Linked DNA regions of Gossypium hirsutum: region 2 is linked to region 1. The links are chromatin contacts, called in public Hi-C maps. All regions are on one chromosome and are shown on one strand. Each heading gives the region's core, a stretch centred on a gene start, on an enhancer-like site or on the middle of the called end of the contact. The rest is flanking DNA. Distances are from core to core; before and after follow the strand shown. Region 1 holds the start of LOC107963247. Region 2 holds the start of LOC107963250 (receptor-like protein 15).

The links. Hi-C and Micro-C count contacts between places; a contact is called where the count stands out from the background.
Region 2: a Hi-C map of leaf shows a contact between it and region 1, with 2.9 times the contacts expected there. The contact joins the promoter of LOC107963250 here to the promoter of LOC107963247 in region 1. A contact is called at or near these places in 7 of 34 Hi-C or Micro-C datasets (all in leaf).

What each region holds. Positions count from the first base shown.
Region 1 is chrA06:9,050,425-9,054,145 of Gossypium_hirsutum_v2.1, forward strand. LOC107963247 reads right to left here and starts at 1,822. Exons shown (of 1, transcript XM_016899812.1): 1 at 1,136-1,822. The coding sequence starts at 1,822. The coding sequence ends at 1,136.
Region 2 is chrA06:9,321,544-9,325,264 of Gossypium_hirsutum_v2.1, forward strand. LOC107963250 (receptor-like protein 15) reads right to left here and starts at 1,772. Exons shown (of 3, transcript XM_016899814.1): 1 at 1,460-1,772; 2 at 371-1,384; 3 at 1-281. The coding sequence starts at 1,772.

The DNA of each region.
Region 1 (3,721 bases), core at 572-3,071:
TTAGATTTTCAATCATATATGCTTTAATGGGCCTTCTATTGCATTTAAAATCTAGCTCAATAACACTAAATTGAATTCATTGTTAAATAAAACGTGGTTACAATTAAAGTTTTTAAAATAAAATTGATGGTTATTTATATATCGACAGTAGTTATGATATAATTAAAATTCTAAAGCTCATATTGTATTTGACGTTGATGCAAGAATACTGTTATGTACTCTGCAATATTGTGAAATAGTGAAAGTGCACTTTCATTGCACATGTTTTTTAATAAAAAGTTTGCGTACTATATTAAACTTTTTTATATAGTTCGGGTGTTATTATGCAATTAAGTTTCTTAAATATAGTAAGTAGAATTTTCTATCCTTTATGCTTTAGGCCCACTTTCTTGGTTCTTGCTGATTTCAGTGGTGTGGGGTTGTGGGCACTTGCAAGCATCATTCGACCTAAGAGCCCAGTTTTCAAATCACTGAGATTGTATTTTATTTTAAGTAGGTGGTTCACAAACCCTAGTAAGTGCAGTTCATGTTTGGATGACTGTCTCTTAGCTCAACACACACATCCAAGCTCTCTAAACTTTACAGTCCTTGAGTGTTCTTAATTATTGTTAATTAATGATTTTGCATGTTGTCAATATATATGGGGTGATTATGGAGCCATGTCCAGTTGAGACATAAATTGTCTTTTCTCTTCGACTTTGTCTTATTCATTCGACACAAATATGCATACACCCAACAAGGCAAAAAGTACATGGTAAGCTCGCAGCACACAGTCTATTGATTCTTTTTCCTCATTTTTTTTTTCATTACAACCCAATAGAGACTGAAAGTTGCCTATTTGAAATATTAAACCATAAATCTTAAAAAGTATAGATAATACTTGAAAATTTAAATTATATGGACTCAAAAAGATTTGACATGCATATGATGGTAGGAAAACTGCCCAACACTACTAGAATATGCAAATTATTGAGGCATCCTAACCTTATATTAGCTTCCTCACGTGGACATATTAATAGGAACTTTTACCAGACAAATAAGGCTTACTGTCCCAGTGATTAGATAGGATTTTTTTTTTCTGTATGACCATTTCTCACCTTTCCAACACCAAAACTAGGAAAGATAGACAGTAAATTCATGTAGGTTTCATGTCCTCAAACAGTGTTGCCCATAATGTATTATGGTTTAAGTCCCCACCTGCCTTTTCCTTGTTGATGTCACCATGAACTTTTGGTCTCCTATGTGTCATTGCAACATCAACTGGACCAGATGTTATTGGGCTCCTATAACTGAACACCAACTTCTCCTGCAATTTCCGATCTAGGGGCCCGGAAAATTTTAAGCTCCTAGGAGGGACCAGCAATTTCTCTGGTCCTCTATAATCCAAGGGACCAGATTTTGCTATTTCCCTGGTTCTTACCATTGGATGCTCTATCTTCAGCTCCTTGTGATCACTCTTGCACCTCCTTGACAATGCTTCTCTCCACTTATCGCTATAAGAAACCGGCTCCGGCAGTGGCTTCGTCGCATTATTCTCATGGTGAACCAACTTGTTGACATACTTATTGAAGCACTTTCTGGTTTTGTTGATTGACAAAATGAGCTTGGACAGGCTATTAGGGGCTTCTCTAACTTCCTTCCTAGCAAGCTTGAGAATCTCCAGCCTATGCTTGGCAACTGAAATACCCATACTCTGAAGAAACTCATGGTTGAAGTATGATAAGTCCTCCTTTTGGAGCTCATTCCCAGAAAAGGCAAGGCCATACTTATAGACAAGTGACGGGTCAAGGGAGGCTTTAGATAACCAGGAATACCAGTCCATGGCGCTGGTGGTTGGCTTATGCCATGGGATGCTCACAAAATTGGAAGTTTTTAGTGTGTTATAAGATATAGTTGCATGTGAGTGGTCCAATACAAGCCTTCAAGTGGTCATAAAAGATTAAGTAAATGTGGTGGTTGAGTGTAGGGATATCGTTTCTTTCATCTCTAATTGAAATTTGGACGGTGGTTGAAAAATTGAGAGGGACACCAATTGAAAATCTGGAATATGAGTTTACGGACTTATGCGCCTTCGTGTTTCTACTGCAAGGCATTTCCATTAGGCATCACTATCATTAACTTCTGTCCTTTTCCGGCTGCACCATGGGTGCACGTGCTAGCCATATCCCCTGCGATATCTTCAAAATGATATACAAAATGCGTATCACTTCGATCATAGCCTTGTAGGAAATAGTTCATTTCGTTACCATTTCATTATTATACACTCTTTAAATTGATTACGGTAAGATAAACTTTGATGAAATTAAAAAATAATGATGATAATGAAATTAATTATTATAAATGGTGAGATTGAATATTATAAAAGTGAGATTATAATTAAGATTCAATCGCAATGGCAACAATGAGATGAGAATAAAAAATGACCATTAAGGACATTAAATTAAAATTTATTTACAATGAACATTTTGGATTATCTAATATTTATGAAATTATTAAAAATATATATTAGATTATAATTTCATCAATAAAATAATGTTATATATAATATTTTTCTTTTCTTTTTTATTATTGATATAATTATTTATGATTTATTTAAATAACGAAGTATCATATTTTCTATATTCATAAAATATTTTAATTTTATAATAATTTTAAATAACTTATTGTGTCAAATTTAAACTTCACAATATTAAAAGTTAATGGTATAATTTTATCAATAATTATTATTGGTGTAGTGGTAAAGAACTCGTTTATAAATTTATTAAATATGTGACCAATAAGTGTTGAGTGCAATGGTAAAGCGCATTGTACTCCCATAAGAAAATGCAAGTTTGAACTTTGAAGACAATATTTTTATCGAAAAATGAATAAATAAGTTAACAATCCATGTATGTATGTCAAGAAAAATATTTATTTTTCTCTTAAAGTTCCCCTAAATTTTCATGTTTATAATTTTCTATTTATTCATTTAATTAATTAATTAATTAAAGGTATGAAATTATTTTATTTATTATCAAATAAAGAAAAGAGTAATCATAAAAAAGAGAGAAAAGGAAAGGGTGAGAATGGAATTTCAACTGCTAAACGAAGTTTTAAATTTCAGTGCACCTTGAAGCAGCAGTAGGAAAAATGACTTGTGGTGCGGTGGAAATCTCCCACCATTGCAGTGTGTTGTGATTGCACAATTAACCATGCAAATCTCATCCAATGCAGGTTGGGTGGAATCCAAATAAAGCCTTAACCATGTTAATGGTGCCTTGCCTACTACATTTTGGAGTTAAGCTTATGGGATTGGCTAAAGGGTTTAACGTGGGCTGACTTCTGCCCCTTTCTTTACATAAAATGGTAGGGAATGGCTGCTTAAACATGGCCCCCTTCCGGCCATAACTATCAACCAACCTTTCTCCTTTTGATGGCCCGAGCTATCAGAGAACATGTTAAAATCTGCGGAGAAACAAAAGCATTAATTGTATTAAGATTGATTGTTGCTTCGAAACCTAGCCTTGAAAGTTATGGGGTTTTATTGCACCATTTAACCTCAAGTTAGATGGTGTATATGAACCACTAAACACCATTGATTAAGTATATGTATAATGGAGCACCAACAAAAATGGTGACACTGAAGTATGTTTTTAATTCTAATAATCTACAGAAAATGCTTAGCCAATTGTCAAGAGTTAAATCATATATGTTTCTCTCTATATGTGCTAGAAACATTAAT
Region 2 (3,721 bases), core at 522-3,021, 270 kb after region 1:
GCTCGATGAAATAAAACCATCTTCGTTGCAGTAAGGATTTATGTATAGGACGACACCAATTGTCGTTAACACAATTGGGTAAGAAGCCAAAAAGGTCACAAGGAAGGCATGCTTGTCCATAAAACCGCTTTCTTCTTCAATGCTAGAGGCATTTGGTGCTGTTGGGGCCAAACCAGTTCCACTGCAATTTTCATGCTTTGGAGGTCCACAAAGAAAAGGATTTCCCAAGTAGCTGCTTTCGTCAAACGTGGCAAATTGAGCCTTATCATACGGAATACTACCTGACAAATTATTGTACGACACATTGAAAACTGCCAGAGAGTTCAACTCCATTTTATGCCGCTTAACTTGTTCCGAGAAAGGTCCAAACTCTCAATTTGCTCAAGCTTTGAGAACCATGAGGGTATAAATCCAATCAAATTGTTGTGGGACAAGTTTAGTGAATGGAGCTCACTCATGTTTCCTAGTTCTGGTGGAATTGGACCTGTTAGCATGTTGCAAGATAAATCAATTCCAGACATATACTCAAGAAGGTTGCCTGAATATGAGTACGATCCTTTCTTTGTCGTAAACAATACTTGTTCCTCCACATAGCTACCGGGATATCGATAACTTGAACCTGGAAATACAAACTGAGAGTCCTGTGATGCATCAAGAAGATATGAAGTGCTTGCAGTCCGAAAAGACTTGTCTGTTGGCATTAGAGTTAAAGTACTCAAACAGGAAGGAATATGACCAGAAAGCTTGTTTTGAGAAAGATCTACGATACTTAACAAGTTCAATTGGCAAATCTGACTAGGAATTTCGCCCTTGAAGTGATTTTCTCTCAAAACAAGGATTCTCAAAGCCGAAAGATTGGCAACCCAATATGGAATTTTCCCAGTCAAGTTGTTTTGGCCAAGATCTAATGCCACCAACGAAGAGATGTAAAGCGCAAGCGGCAGCGGACCACTTAGTCTATTTCTGCTCAGGTGAAGATGCTCTATGGCTAGTGAACTGATGCACGATGGAACAGAACCAGAAAAATTGTTCTGAGAAAGGTCTAAAAATCTAAGCAAACCCAAATTGCAGAATTCAAGAGGAAAGTGACCATAAAAATTATTGTTGGAAAAATCCAATGCCTCAAAGTTAGGCACATTCCATATCCATTTTGGGAGCTCAACAGACAAATGGTTATCACTTAAATCTATATCACTAAGAGCAGGAAAACTAAGGGTTGAGATATCTATCAGTGGCATCTCTCCATCAAAGTTATTGCCATCCAAATATAACTGTCGCAGTTTATCTAAGGTAAACATTGTAGGTGGTATTTTCCCACTCAAGTTATTACTTGAAAGTCTGAGAGTCAACAATGAGCCACTCTTAGCTAATTCTTCCAGTATTCCTCCAGAAAAATTATTCTATGATTGATCTAATGAAGATAAAGACTTCAAACCACCTAGGCATGGAGGAACATTACCTTCAAAGACATTCCTAGACAAGTTTAAGATCTGTAGATGCGGAAACATGGAGCCTATGTTCATTGGAATTTGGCCTCGCATTTTATTCCCAGATATATCAACTTGAAACATGTTAACATTAACATGTTTTGGTAACTGTAGATGACCCTTGAAGGAATTACCTTCCATGAGAAACTGTTGTAACCTTGTATTGTTCTGCAATAACCAAGATGGATTTTGTCCACCCAAGTTGTTATGTGAAAGGTCAAGATACCTCAAGCCAGTTCGGTAATGGAGGAAGTTGGGAAGACCCTTTGCTCTACAGTTTGACATACTCAAGAGTTTTAGTTGAAACTCTGGGTTTAGGGTCTGAGGCTCAAAGCTAGGATCACTCACTAAAATGTTTTGATCGATCAATAGGGCTTTCAGGTTTGAGTTGTTTGCAAATTATTTGAAAGATGATGCAACTTCAATAGGATTGCTTGAAATATCCAGTAGACCAAGAGAAGTCAAGTTATAGAAACATGAAGGAATTGATCATTTCCACTAAGATCTAACTCTTCCAGCTTCCATAAACCACAGCAACCTGTAAAATTTTATGAATGAAATACAGAAATGAATGGTAATTAGATTTACTTTTAAAAGTTTTAGATGATGTGTATGAATGCATCAGATATTGACATGTTAATTAATCATTGGATAAATTATACCATTAGTCACTAAATTAATGGTAAATTTTTATTTTGGTCACTTAACTATTTGAAAGTTTTCATTTAAGTCACTGAATTATTTAAAAAAAATTATTTAAGTCACTGGGTGGTTAAGTTTTTCTAGAAAAAAAAGTCCCACTAGCGAGCTCTAATCGAAGATTTGATGATCGATAGGTGGATCAGTACCCATCGACGAGTAGAAGAACATACCTTAGATCCAAGCCGATTTGACAATCAGTGCTGAAGATCGGAGAAAAAAATGTTTAAATTTTGGTTTACAAATTTGTAACATCTAAAATTATTTCATAAGAAAGAAGAACAAACTAAACTAGAAAAGAGAAGGGAAAAGAGAATTTTTTTTATCAGTGCATGCAGTGCGAATAGAGAAAGTCATATAACATTGATTTTAACATTCTAATGACTTAATAAAAACTTTTGAATAATTCAGTAACAAAATTGTACCTTTTGTTAGTTAAGTAGCTAAAACGAAAACTTGTTCATAATTTAGTTACTGATGGTGTAGTTTACCGTAATTAATTTATACCTTTAGGAGGTAAGGGGCCGGTCAGTGAACCGTTTGACAAAATCAAGCTTTTAAGAGAAGTCAATTGTCCAATGCTTTGAAGAATATTATGGGCGAGATGAGAATCGACCATGGATATTTCTTCTACATTGCAGGATAAATTCAACTCTGTGCAAAATAGGGAAAATTTATAAGAGAAAATATTATATTATATGATTGGATATAATTAAACAGTAGCCATATGATCAAACCCTCACTCACCTTGAGAGGAAGTAATCTTGGTTAAGTAATTGTTGTTCAAAAACAGGGTCTTAGCTGATGAGAAAGCCTCCACCACTTGTAATAGCGATGTAGTTTCATTGTGAAAAACCCCTTCCAAATAAGCAACCTTTAACTTTCTCAAACTTTCTGCATTAGCAAGCAAATACAACTACTTAATCAAATGTTTTGGATAACCTTGTACATGTAAATTAATGAAATAATACGTTAGAGTAAGGTGTTCACAATTTTGTTAAAACTAAATTAGCCGATTGAATGATTTAATTTGGTTAATCGGTCGGTAGTCGAATTTAGTTCGGTTGAATATCAGTTGTTGATTTTTTAGAATTTCAATTATCGATTTATTCAGTTTAAAACTAAATAATTAACCGAATAAACCAATTAACCGAAACATTTGTTGTTTTCAAGACTTATGTATGTGGTTGTTAACTTTTAATACTTTTGTAGTGTTTCTAATATCTTATTTGTTATTTTCTTCCAAGTTTTTTGAACTATTAAACAAAATAAAATAAACATTAGCAATATATTTTTTATATTGATTTTAACTAAAAAGCAAAAACATATAAATTTCAGTTAATTCGATTAACCGAAATATTTCAGTTCGGTTAATTTATTTGAAAAAAATTCCAGTTCGATTAACAGTTAAAATTTTTTACATCTCGGATAATTCTATTAATAGCAATTCGGTTCAAGTATTAATCAAATCGACCATTTTAATATCCCTACCATATACTAATATTTGATACCTTTAGAAGCCACGAAATCGTGCA